Linked DNA regions of Mus musculus: region 2 is linked to region 1. A link is a contact called in public Hi-C data. All regions are on one chromosome and are shown on one strand. Each heading gives the region's core, a stretch centred on a gene start, on an enhancer-like site or on the middle of the called end of the contact. The rest is flanking DNA. Distances are from core to core; before and after follow the strand shown.

Region 1 (6,775 bases), core at 2,215-4,714:
TTTTTTTTTAAATCTTCCCTTTATGAGAACATTGAGCCACAGCAAGACTCCCGTTTCGTGTCACCTTCAAAGAAGAATTCTAGCACTGAGAGGCGACATTGACAACTTCTATTCAGGGTTGTCTCATGGTATTTAAATGTTCCTCCAGAAAATTCCTTCCCTGAGAGCCTGGGCAAGCCATCCTTCACCATGAAACAGTAATGAACTTAAGGCTCGCTGTTGGGAAGGGTGCTGTCACCACTATAAAGGAAGTGCCTTCCAACTGGGGGCTTCATGGTTCTCTGTGATGATGTGCAGTCAGGACAGGCTGCATCTACCTGTCTAGTGTTGGCTTTTCCCATTGATGGGGAAAGCTTGGCTAAAGCGACCCCTGCACTTGACTGGAATACCAAGTCCCCTGCTACCAATCACACCACACCTCTCCCACTTTTGAACAACCTTACTAAACAACCCTTCATATTAGAGAAGGCAGTGCAATTGCTTTTAAAAAAAAAATCCTGATTTTATCTCCAAGAGTAGGTGAATGGCCAGTCATAAAGAAATAATGGCCACTAACTACTACTTATTAATAACATTTACTGCTCACTAAATTCATTCAAGACTCAGACACCAAGGAAAGCATTTTACATGCCTTACTTCAGTGAAAATTCACAACCCCTGTCGGATGGAGATTTTTCTCACTACACATGGGGAACCCAAATTGGAGAAGTGGATTAACACAGCTAAGCTCACCTGCCTGTTTGTATCTCTATGCAGTAAGAACCTACTTAACCATGAAGCTACCATGGTGCATAATTATCAACGTTTGAGATGACCTCATCTTACTTTATGAAACACTGGCACAGACATATTTCAAGATTCACTTTATGGCTCTAAGGTTAAGAGCTTGCGCTGCTCTTGCAGAAGGACCTGAGTTTCAGTTTCCAGCTGACCTGGAATAAGGTGGCTCAAAACCACCGTGATCTCCGGGACTCTGACACCCTCCTCAGTCCTCCATGGGGGTGGACACACGTGCATGTACACACATAGGTGGCCTATACCCACACAGACACTAACACACATAAATCAAAATTTTTAATTAAAAATTGATAGTTTTGGTTGGTTCGTTGGTTAATTGGTTGGGTTTTTGAGACAGGGTTTCTCTGTGTAGCCCTGGCTGTCCTGAAACTCACTCTGTAGACTAAACTGGCTTCAAACTCAGAGATCCACCTGCCTCTGCCTCCCAAGTGTTGGAACTAAAGGTGGGTGCCAGCACTGCCCAGCAATTTTTTAAAAAAGTTTTATTTTATATGTATATTGCTAGCATATGCGTATATACATACATATGGTACGTTATTTCATATAGCTAGGAATCAGCCAGACACGTTTAAAATGACCATTTGCAACAAGCTCATACTACAGAAGGTATGAAGAAAATCTAAAATGCTAGCAATTAGCTCACTTCTATAAGCAAACATTCTAAATGTGGGAACCTTTAGCTTTAATTAAACCACGTCTAACTCCAGCTGTGCGGGCTTGTTTCTGGCCCTACAGATTTTGCAAAAATGTGAATAATCATGTAAAGTACTGCACAAATGGGACTGGAGGAGACTTTCAGCAAAGAAATAGCAGAGCTGTGTGTAAGGCATATATGGAACTTTCTGATTCATCCTAGGATGGCTACTATACCTTCACCTTCTTCAAGACTTGGTTCACGCGATGGTTTCAGAATATCATCAGGATGTGGGGTGCAGAATCCATGGAAAGGGCCCAGGTCAAAGCATTCGTGTAGCAGGGGCAAGTTCACGCTGGTGCACACGCTCATGAACCCGACAGCCTTGCCTTCCACCTGGAACACGGGAACACAGCCACCTTTCAGACTTCAGGCGACGACTGCCATGCACCTGTCACAAGAGCATAGCGTGTGGCTCACTGGTAGCTTGGGAGGCACTCCGAGTTATTTAAGGGCAGAAGACCAAGAGGTTCTGGTGTCTGGTACCATGCAGGGGATACACAACACACTCAAAAGCGTGTCCAACAAGTGACCACTGTGGATGGTCTTAACAGTTGGGAAGAAACTTAGGGCACTGGTCAGAGCCTCTTAAGGAGACACTACTGAAATGCTACATGTGACCTCTTTCTGAGTGACTCCTCACCACCCCCAACCCTCGCCCACCTATTCCACTCCCTCGACTGTGTGTGTGTGTGTGTGTGTGTGTGTGAGAGAGAGAGAGAGAGAGAGAGAGAGAGAGAGAGAGGGAGGGAGGGAGAGGGAGAGGGAGAGGGAGAGAGAGGTGGGGGCTTGTTTGCTTGCTTTTCTTTTTACTCAGCCATAAGCCCTGACCTTGGGTGCCTTTCTCCCTCTGCGCTTCCCACACATCACGGACAGCTCTTAGTGAAGGGGGTCATCCCTGAACCCATCAGATGAACTCCAACTTAGAGAGCAGTCACAAATTCAGGGCTCCTTGACAGAGAGAAACTCTTCACTGTCTCTTGAGTTCACTTACTGAGTACTTGACTGGTCTGAGAGGAGAAGTGAAGAAAGGTTGTTTGGTGGGAAACAGCTCAATGAAGTCTGCCCTGATCTACAAACAAAACAATGCTCAGCACACTGAGACATTGGCACCAGGTACTGAAGTTCATGCAATGCTCACCGCGATTTTACTGTATGATTGTTGACATTTTAAAAAAAGATTTATTTATTTTGTGTATTATATATATATATATATATATATATATATACATACATATATGATCTATGTGCCAGAAGAGGGCATCAGATCCCATTATAGATGGGAGCCACCATGTGGTTGCTGGTAATTAAACTCAGGACCTCTGAAAGAGCAGCCAGTGAGTGTTCTTAACCTCTGAGCCATCTCTCCAACCCAGATTTTTGACATTTTTTTTGATGAGGAACACAGGCTCTCAGGAAGCTGAGTGACTGACTGATTGACCCAGCCATTCTATTCAGGAAGTGGGCTCACTGGTACTCTGCATCACTCATTCTCGAGAAGTTACCACCTCCACACAAATGGCAGATGCTTTAACATCCTGAGTCAGGGAAGGAAGCGGCAATAGTGTTTGGATGGTACGGAAAAAGACAGTCTTTCTCCAAGACACCTTTGTGTGCTTGAAAAACAAATGGGAGATGCTTTTGATTTTCAAGCAGTCTTTTTAGAAATGAATTTTCCTTGCATATTCTTTCCTTTCCCGGACCCCTCCCCAAATGATACTTGCTATAAAAGGCTGATTTACACAGCTGCTTTATAAAGCCATTGACACTTTAATGAAAGTCCAAAACAAACATTTTAATTTTTTCCCCAAATAACAAGTAATTGTTTGTCTTGTTTGTACTCCTGAACAAAGGCTGTGTAGCTGCACTTGTCTGGCTTCTCTATAATTTCAGGCCCAAGACTCAGCAGACGCTGATTAACCAATCCATCTACCATATGTGCAGAAAGAGACGGCCAGCCTCACTCCCGGCAGGGAAAATTGGCATCCATCTTGGTTCACATGGAGATGTCCTTCTAATCTACAGCCGTGCTGGCGCAGCGAAACTTGCATGGCCTGAAATACCTTTTGCTGGCTTCATGGCGAGCTGCATGTGCATGATAAGAATGTATTATTTATAAGACCGCTGTTAGTAATGAGCTATTACACTAATGGCTCATTGTGTTGGGGATTTGATTTCAAATGGCATGGATCACACATTCTGATGAAAATGAGAAAAACATGTTTTGCCATTAGGAACAAAGATTTAGCATCTTCCAATTCCACAACCTGTTATAGTCCCATCTCTCGGCGAAGCTTGTAACAACTTACAAAAGCCCACCATCAGAGACGGCGGCAGAGCAAGAACGGATGGCGGACATGTCTCTTCTGTTCTTTGGTTTTTCTTCAAATGACTGCCTTGAGATAGACCGTTCTGAAATATCAGTTTGCGGGATGGCCATGGGCATGTTGGTGTGCATGTCCCTTTACAGTGTGCGAAGGCATTGGCTGCTGTTATTGTTCAGCGGACAGAGTTGTTTCTTGCGGTCCAAGTCTCCTCACACTGGCAGACAAAACTCGAGGTTTTTCTCTTCTTGTCTGTCCTGTGAATCTTCATGATGACACAGAGAAGGTTTAGGTCCCTGGAAAACCATCTAGGAGCTTGTCTTGTCTTCACAAATAGGTCTAACTCTCCTATACGTGAGCGCTTTAACATTTATAACTCCACCCCCAAAGCCCTAGTCAGGCATCCCTTTCTAGTGACCATATTTCACAATGAGGGTTTTTGTCCTCGTTGTGACCGTTACTGGCTTTGAGCCCCTTCTTTTGGTGCCAAGTGCACGGCTAACCTGGCAGGCTCTCTCCCGCCTGCAGGTCAGTGGTGCTTTCTCGGACCACTGCTGCCCGTGTCCTGGATGATGCCAAAACAGACGCTTTGCCCATCTGTCTCTAGGAGCCGCCTTGGCCTCCAACCGCCCTTCCTTGAAATCTCAGCTTGAAGTAAACACCAGATGTCAAAGTACAGTTATGACAAGGATCCTGCAGCAAAGTCACAGCTCAAAACTCGTCCAAAGTAGCAGAGAGAACAAAGAAAGTCCTCACAGCCAACAATTCTTTAACAAGTCAGTGATCTTCCTCCTAACTCAAGCCATGCTCTGTAGCATTCTTCGTGAACAGCCTGAAACCATCCTGTACTGGATTGGGAAGAGGCACACTTGATGCACTCTGTCCTGCTACAGCTGGTCAGTAGTTGTGGCTGCCCTAATACATGGTATATGTTGGCAAACGCCAATTCAGTTTTGGGAAGAAATGCCCAGATGTGTAGTGCTTGCCAATGGTAAAATACTGTCATCATGGTAGTTTCAAGTTGCCAACCAATGTCATCAAATGGGAAGTAGGGAAGAAATAATGCAGTGCCAGGCTATTATATACTATGTCCACTAGATAAGACAACAGACAAAAATCCCCAAGAGCTCCATAACACTGAAAGAAACCCAATTATAGCCTTTAAACATTATTTACTATAATTCCTTATACGGTAATTTTATACAAGTGCCCTTTTTTGTTTGTCTTTGGAGACAGGGTCACATGTAGTCCTATAGCCTTGAACTGGCTATGTGGCTGTGGGTGACCTTGAACTTTTGATCCTCCCATCTTTGTCTCTTAAGTGCTAGGATTACAGGTGTGTGCCACCATGCTGGGTTTATATGACAGGAACACTACCCACTGACCTACATCCCCAGCCTTTATAAGGTTTTGATAATGGCTATGTTCAGCAAATAGCTTGCAAGTTTCCTGAGGATTTCACAACTAGCTCTCTGAAGCTAAACCAAGTTGGCTCCAACATGCCTTTGCTCAGAGACCCCTAAAGAGACAACTCCAGAATGGCAGGTGTGCTGAAGTAGAAATTTCTGGTTTCTCTAACAATTCAGTTGTGTCACGTGATGCTTTTTGCAAACTGTTTTGTGAGAGGGCATGTGATGTTTTGCTGAAGACAGACACCTGAGAGGTCACGTGATGTTTAGAAAGAATGTAAATGGAGCCCCACGAACAATGAGAGGATGTGCTTGCATTGCTACGCTGTGCAGTGTTTCAGTGGGCTTTGCTGGTCTTCGCTGGTCTTCACTTTGTAGAGAGAAATGTGCCAAAGATCTTCTCCTGGTATTCCAGCTGTTTCTGGCCGCTTCAACTGACTTCTGCCGATTTGGAGGAGCCTTGCCGTTTCTGCTGGATTGTACCAACACTACTGGTTCATGTTTGGTGTTTGCTACTGAACTGGACTGCTGATATCCAGACAGTGAAGAGTCAATCGCCCCAAGGAACTATTTCTAAACAGGTTCACAACATCCTTTTCCTTTTAACCTTCTTTTTCTCTACCTCTGGTCAGTGGGTTAGAAGGGAGGCTGAAAACTTTAAAAACCCTAAAGGAGGTTTTGGAAAAAAAAAATCTAAGTCTACAGTGTGTGTGGAGGGTAGGACCAGTATTTAACTTGACCCCCAGAAGGCTTCAGATACAAGATGTGGCTCTGCTCACAGTGATCTCCAGCCAGGCTCCTGTACTCGGGCCCTACCTCTTCCCTTGCCCTTGACTGAAATCTGTGATCTCCTCTCAATGGGGCATAAAGCTTCTGGTGTCGGAGGCAGTGCAGGCTTTGGAGGAGACTGGGCTAGACTCCCTCACCTCCTCAGGGACTCCAACAGGCTCAGCACTGCCATTTCCAACCTGTGGCTTTGTTTGCTTCGACATTCACACATGGATGTTCCCAAGTTCAAGAAAGAGAACAAGGCAGAGCCCACTGTGGCTGCTGAAGATCACGTCCTCAAGTCATCTGGGGTGGCACTAGCATCTTAAATAAAACCAGACAACTAAAAGACTTCTACAAACCATGGCTGTATTGAACAGGACACCAACTGGAAAGGAAGATCCAAAGTCCTGAGTCAGCCACTGTATTATCTGTTCCCTGTAGGTTTCAGTGGTGAAGTAAAAACCCTATTTTTCAAAATGGTGCTGCTTATGCCCAAATGCTTCCTGACCCTTCCTTTTGTCATTAGCCTAGAGCTAACTGAGAACATGTGAAAGCAAGTCTTTGAAGGACCAGTAAAAATTTTAAATATATAAAACAAATTAAACTAAAATCTTCAGTGTACTGTCTCAGATCCTAGGTTTTAGGGCTGGCTCCCGTTTTCAGGGATACATACCCACAGGCGTCTCACTTCATCCCACCCTTCCCCAGAGTATTTCACTGCTGAGTGGCTGAAGAGAGCCAGCAACCAGACCACAAACCAGAATCACGTGGGGAGCTTT
Region 2 (6,775 bases), core at 1,692-4,191, 290 kb before region 1:
AGCAGGCGCCTCTCACTGAGGAAGTTTGGCAGCCTGTTCATTAAGGCAAGTCACCAGGAGTTCAGCCTGCAGCCCAGGAGCCAGCTCTAGCTCACACTGCCCAGGCCTGGGACTGTTGTGACCATCCAAAGAAAAAAATCATGTATCTTCAGAGGGGCCACTTTTGAAAGCTTCCAGTGCATAGTCTCCATTTTTTCTAAGAGTTTCTAAGGGAAATTCTAGCATGAAGCATATCCCAACATTACGTTCTACATTTGTGCCTGCACCAGATCCTGTATCTGCAGTTTGACTTGATAACTATTTGAAATATACAGATGGGGCAGGGAAGCATAGCTGTTCCTTTTGCACCTCAGTTAATAAACATTGAAATTGTGGTAGTCATGTAGCTCCCAGGTAGTCAGCATTGCTCCAGAGAGCTTCAGGTCCCCTCCTGGTGTGACTCCATCCCTGAAGATACAGGAGTGGGGAGAGAACCTGCATCTGGAGATCAGTATCAAGACTCTACCAAAAGAAAATAGGAAAGCGGCTCCAGTTTTAAAACAAGCTCTAGAGAAACTCCTTGGAAGGGCATAATCACTCCCAACTTATCGTGAAAGGATTGTTTTAAGACACACAGAGTGTGAGACATACAGAATCATGTTTCTTTGCAGCCCAAGATAAAAATCTAAGGGGAATCTACATTCTCTGGGTTTTGTGTTCATGAAGAAATCGCACAATTTTTCAAAATAATCAAAACACATCCTTTAACTTTTGCATCAGTAATGAGGAAGGGAAAATGAGACATCATGCTGGCTTCCCCCAGTGCTAATTCCTAAAGTTATATGTGTAGCGCCTCCATTCATTGTCAGATCATTCTGACTGCTCCTCTTATTGGAAGTGCATGATTCACCTTCAGAGGAAACAGAAGCCTCACACAAAGGGGAAGATTTGCTTTCTGCCCTGTGAAAGGCTGCCACAAGCAGGGGTCCTATTAAGACAGCTGGAAAGTTGCTTCAGCGTGTTACGCTTGTAAGTTTTATTGGTGACTGGTTTTTGATTACACATTTGAATGTTGTGTGTTCCAGACTGCAGCTTTAATTAGACGGCAATGGTTTCTCTCTTTTTATTTTTTTGCAGTTGCACTGTATACCATTTGCTACAATCTCCGTCCATCTCCATTTTCATTTTCTAATGCTCATCACTTACCCTGCTTAGAGGCTCTGCTGCCCTTGCAGAATATAACTCCTAGCCTCCTCCTCCCACTAGGTTATGTTTTCTTACCTTTGTTGAAAGTGCTCACCACTACATCACCAGCTCTTACTTGAAGTATCAGTTCCTTGTGTCCTTAGATTGAGATGAGAATCCTTGTTACCTAGATCCGGAGTGAAGAGGAAGGCTGTCACGCCATACCATTCCAATGTTGGTCTACTCGACCACCTCTCTCCTGGCTTGAGCCAGCCTTCGAGATGGTATAATAATCAGCACTTTGCTATAATTTTGTAACATTTTATATTTATATATGTGTGTGTGTGTGTAATATTATATATGATGTTACCTGAAAGAAACCTAGGTTTTAAGAACTAGCATCTCACTATTATATGTGACAAATATTTAATTTTCTGGCAAAATGCTGAAGAGTTTCCAAGGGTAAGTGATGAGCATTAGAACGGGAAAGCTGAGTAACTGCATTTAAAACAAATCACCCACTGCTCTGCATGCAAAATTGCACGTGTGTTTGTCTCCTTAACTAATTACCGAAGCTACGAAGAGCGAGCTCTGTATCTGGAAGCAATAATTCAAAACCACCGGGAAGTCATGACATTTGAGGATTTCGCTGCTCAAGTCTTTTCTCCCTCTCCCAGCTACTCTGTCAGTGGAACGGGTGAGTGTCTACATGATTCTCCTCCCTCCCGCTTAAGACGTATTGAGTAGCAGATGTACACCTGTTTTTCACAGATAAATGCTTGCAAATTTAAGAAGAACGTTCCCCCTCTGAATCAACTAATGAATTTCAAAAGGAATGATGACATTCATTTTAATTTGTTTTGTATCCGAGCTGTTCGCTGTGTTCCTTTCTTCTGCTATCCTGTTAACCCTCGAATCTAGCAAGGTTAATGAACTTTTTCTCAATAATGTGCTCCGGTTCATTCAGGAGTGTGAGTTTCTTGCTGAGCTGGGAATATGGTGTTTAAAAGCGATGCCCAAATCACTGCATACTTATCAGAAAAGAGTTCCTCACAGTTGAAGCCGTCGCTCTAATGCTAAATGGGGATTATGCTGCTGAGATACCAGGGTCAGGGATTACTGCCAGAGACAGGGAAGGACAGTGTCCCCAGGCCTGTCATTACAGAGGGCCTCGTACACCAGTGTCATGTGGACAAGCCACTGACCACAGCAGCACCTGGTGTGGAGCCTTTAGAAAGTAAATTATAATGGCTTTCATTTAGTAGGTCAGTGGAATTTTCCATGGATTCCCTTATTTTTAGATACATACTATTTCTATATAATACTATCAATTTGAAAAAAGTATGTCCTGCCACTTAAATTGTTGGTATGATTATTACAGGTTTTTTTAAAGAATAAAATTATTACTGGTAAATTATTTTCATGTGCTGTTACAGATTAATTGCCTGTCAGACAGTAAGTGGAATATTTAGTGTACAGCATGTTGAAAATCTCAATGAGGGGCTTCCCTCACCTTCCCTGGTTTCAGCATAGCTATAAGGATGCTTAATAGATTTCTAGCCTGTGTTAATTGCTTCTGAACCAGGCTTGCTTCTCCTGTGCTGACTTGTTAACAAATATCTTACACACAAAGTGAAAAAAATTAAATTCAGTGAAATAAATCACTTACAAATAAAATCAGCCATGCGTCATTGTTTAACATCGCTGGCTTCAGGCCGTGCCTCTTGGAGCTTTGTTGGGAGATAAGAGAGAGAGGCAGGCACTTGCTTGGGAAGCCAGGAGCAGCAGGCAGAAGGCTTGGGAGATAAGCAAGCTGGCAGAGGTGCAGAGCTCCATTTACATAATCACGCCTCTGCTTCCTGGTGAGGCGAGAGAAACACAGGGATGGCCTCTATTGATCTTTGTTGAACTGGGATACTGAGCAACATGAGAAAAGCTTATAACTTAAAGCTTTGATTAATGTTTCTTACATTAAAAAAAGTAGAACAGCTGTGAATTGAATTCTTTTATACGCTCTGCCAGCATTCTATCTAAGACAAGAAAAAAATCTGTTTCAAGGGAAATGAAGATTTCATACCCAGTCTGGCTAGCGGTTTAAAATTGTGTCTAATTTTTCAGTGAAAGAACAGGAGGAATCCACAGCAAGCTAATGCTTTCCAGCTCCATTCAGTCTCTTCCCATCCTTTGGAGACGCTGGGACTCGGCGTTTCTCAGCAGAGGCTTTGGTTTTGGGTTTGTTTCTTGGTTTTTTTTTTTTTTGTTTTTTTTTGTTTTTGGTTTTGTTTTTGTTGTTTTTTTTTTTTTTTAACTTCTAAGAAAACATTTCATTTCTTAAAAATAAAAGAAAAAAATGAAATGATAAATGTTTATATTTCCTAACTTTTTATTTTTAAAGTTGATGATGATCAATGTTATTGAAATAATGATGGCTGTTATTTTCTATGTATATTTTAGCCTCTGTATAAATAAAGTTCAACCAATTCAGTTCTTAGGACTGTAGGAGCATTTTGATTTGTGTGACCACTTTGGAGAAGGGTAGATTTTGTTTTTTTGTTTTTTGTTTTGTTTTGTTTTAGAGAATGTCCTGTTTTTTTTTTCTTTAATTATTTAGTAAAAATTCCAACAGCTTGTCAGGACAGACATTAGAACTTTTATATATGGGGCAAGAAACCAAATATAGAACACCAAAGCAAATGGATTTTATCCTTCAGATCAACATCAGCACCGCATCCCGTCATGTTCACAACTTCTGCTTGCCCTTCACAGTGATAAGGAAAGAGATAGAAATGCAATCTATTTGAACTGCAGTGTGAGGGCAGTGCAGTGAGAATGGGGTTCACAGCCTCATCTGTGCAGGGGCACCTCTCAGAGCTGTATTCTTCCTGGTGTATGTGCAGCTTCACCCCTATTTTCACAGAGGAAAAGACTTTTCACTTATTCATAGTGGTTTTTTTATTTTCTTAGGACAAACACAGTCAAAACCAGATGAGCCCAGCCCAGCCAACTTACACTCAGAGACTGAGGTGAAGTCTGTTCTTCCAGACCACCTGGAAAAATGGACCCTGAACTTCTTACACACAGGGTCCAGTCAAACTGTCTGTGGCCATTTACATCATCAAAGCAGGGACGTGGGCGCCCAAGCGCTTTACATACATATGACAGGCTTCCCTAGGATACAGTCTTTAAGGAAGGTACTGCACTGTATAATACAGCACAGCCAGAGAGCAGCACAGCCCCACTGTAGAGAGATGTGCAGCTGAGCTTGACCATAGACTCTGTTGATGGGAAAAGCCTGTGCCTGCCACACTCCCTGACCACAGAGGCCTAGGAGCCAGAGCACCCAAATGAGTGAGTGTACTTCTATCCAAGGTACACCATGAGCTCTGAATAGGGACATGGGACTCAAATATAAGAGTTCATCTTCTGTCAACTCCTTTAAAAGGAGAATTCATCTCCCAACCAGAAATGCTATTTTAAAGCAGCCCTTGGTATCTGTTGCATCTATTGTTAGAATTAATAATACTCTGTATGAAAGGTATTTGGATAGCTTTTTTACCTAGCCCTGCCTGCAGTTTGCAATTTGATCCCTTCCCATATTGGCAAGTAATAAATAATCGAAAAGGAAGCTGATATTAACATTTATATGTTTTATGCATGCATATTTGTATATTCTTAACCCACAGAGCTATGGGAGTAGAGTGCTAAGTTTGTGTTTTCATGTTATCACGGAAGGGGAGCAGCAGAGAGGACTATAAAGGGTTAACTGGAATGGGCACCCTCGAGTGCTGGGGAGGGACTGATGTAATCACTGCAGCTCACAGCCAAGTGCATCTGTTCACCATGAGGTCATTCTTCTGCATGCTAATGACCTGGAGAATCCAGTCTGGTGTTTGACATTATCCAAAGGGATATAGTGTAAATCTTTACCTTTGGGAGCGGCTCTTACTGAACAAAAAGAGGGAAAGAAACTTGTTTGGACTTGCATGGGGGTTTCCTTATTGCTGGGGTTTTTGGGTGGTTTTGGTTTGGTTTTTTTTTTTTTTCACCCCCTGAAGCTGCTCTAAAGATTGTGTCTGGACCTTACTTGGAGTAGTCCATTTGTGTCTGTTGATAAGTGAATCCCAAAATTTCTGTTATGGTCACAGCTGTCAATTTGGCAATTGAGAACAGTAGGTTTGTCTCATGTAAAATCTAACTTTCAGCATTTAAAATTATCATGGTCAGAAGTTGGTGAGAATGTTTTTATCCCAAGGAATGTATAAAACCAAGTTCAAGGAGATTTGTTCTCAGTGTCCCTGGATTGGCTGGTGTTTGTTTGAGATGCCAACACTGGTTATGGCTACTGCCCACTTCAATACTGCTGAGGAGGGCCAGCAGAGGGAGCACAGGTCTTTGTTTATTTGTTAGTCTCAAAAACACAGCCCTTGATTTCTCCAATACAGAGTCAGCAGTACTTTCTCCTTCCTTTGTGACAGGCGAGGTGGAAAGGCTCCAGGATAACAGAGCAAGTGGGAGAAAATGTGTCACCCCGACTTTGATCCCCTATCTGCTGCTTGAATATAGGTCATATTTGAGGCTTAAACCAGATTAGTCTGGGTCAGTCTTAAGATGCTGCCACTGCCCAAAGCTGCACACTTTCCTCTTTCTCAGATGTGTGCCTGGATGGTGTCTTGGAAAGGAGGATTGTGGTCATCTGTCTCGTAGAATAGACTTGTCATTCTTTCCTGCTTTTCACTACAATAGCTTTTGACACTGTACCAGAAATCCTAACCTTGTCCAATGAATGAATTCACAAAGCCACAGACATCCTGCTATACCTTGGACATCCCAAAGGGAATCTAGGTTATAGATGCTGCACTAGTTCTGTAGTTCACTGGCCTTTTCCCCAAGGGATGAAGAAGTTCCACCAGCTTCCCCTTGTTGAGGCCACCATGCATGGGTGCTCACTATACCAGCATCTTACACCATGCATGGGTGCTCACTATACCAGCATCTTACAGACTTATGATTTTGTATACAGATCCTGGAAGGAATATTTTACTGGGCAATTAATAAGCAAGTTAGCCCCCAGAAACAGACAGGTAAAGCCCAACCTTGGCCCAACAAGCTTTTCATGCAGGTTGAAAGGGTAATCCCCTGCATATCACTCAGTTGGTATCCACTCTTTCTCATTCTCCCTTCCTCCATCCCTGTTAAAGTGGTCTTAAGAAGGCTTAGATTGATAGCACAGCTTATACTTATGCTTCTTATGTATTTAGCTTTATCATAGCTTAGGGAAACCAGCAAAGAACATCAGAGAATGTGGAGGTAGAAGGGACTTCATAGAATAGCAAGTCTAGCCTCTTCTTAGTAGTTTTGACTAAGCTAAAGCATAAACCATGAATGAACAACTGCAGGTTGCAGACAAGCTTGACAACTATCCCTCACCTTCCATCCCACATATAGACATGCCAAACCAGTGCCTACGCTATGATGATGGTCCTATAAATCAACAATATGGCTGGTTTGTTGTTGATATTAAAGCCCAGAATTAAATTTGAAAATTACATGTAGAGAACCCAGAAGTTTTCTGTAAACATAAGTTCTCTTATGTCACTGTCTACTTAAGAGC

The links. A called contact is a pair of places that touch in the nucleus more often than the background predicts.
Region 2: a Hi-C map of cerebellum shows a contact between it and region 1, with 2.2 times the contacts expected there. The contact joins the promoter of A930019D19Rik here to the enhancer-like site in region 1. A contact is called at or near these places in 9 of 39 promoter capture datasets (the 3T3-L1 cell line, the C10 cell line, the HPC-7 cell line and 5 more), 13 of 484 Hi-C or Micro-C datasets (B cells, the C10 cell line, LSK cells and 10 more), 1 of 115 datasets of contacts at active chromatin or transcription factors (embryonic basal ganglia) and 4 of 9 other capture datasets (adipose tissue, embryonic stem cells, liver and 1 more).

What each region holds. Positions count from the first base shown.
Region 1 is chr2:145,968,525-145,975,299 of GRCm38.p6, reverse strand. Cfap61 (cilia and flagella associated protein 61) reads right to left here. Exons shown (of 27, transcript NM_001369121.1): 8 at 1,669-1,828. Among named protein-coding and RNA genes, the nearest start is that of Cfap61, 37 kb to the right of the region's middle. Within about 2 kb of position 3,464, at least 6 of the 459 cell types and tissues checked have an H3K27ac peak or open chromatin away from gene starts, as enhancers often do. A contact at or near this core is called in cerebellum, where this site is marked.
Region 2 is chr2:146,255,452-146,262,226 of GRCm38.p6, reverse strand. A930019D19Rik (RIKEN cDNA A930019D19 gene) reads right to left here and starts at 2,941. Exons shown (of 4, transcript NR_040619.1): 1 at 2,834-2,941; 2 at 1,261-1,351. It overlaps Ralgapa2 (Ral GTPase activating protein, alpha subunit 2 (catalytic)), which reads left to right. Exons shown (of 41, transcript NM_001033348.3): 39 at 1,740-1,861.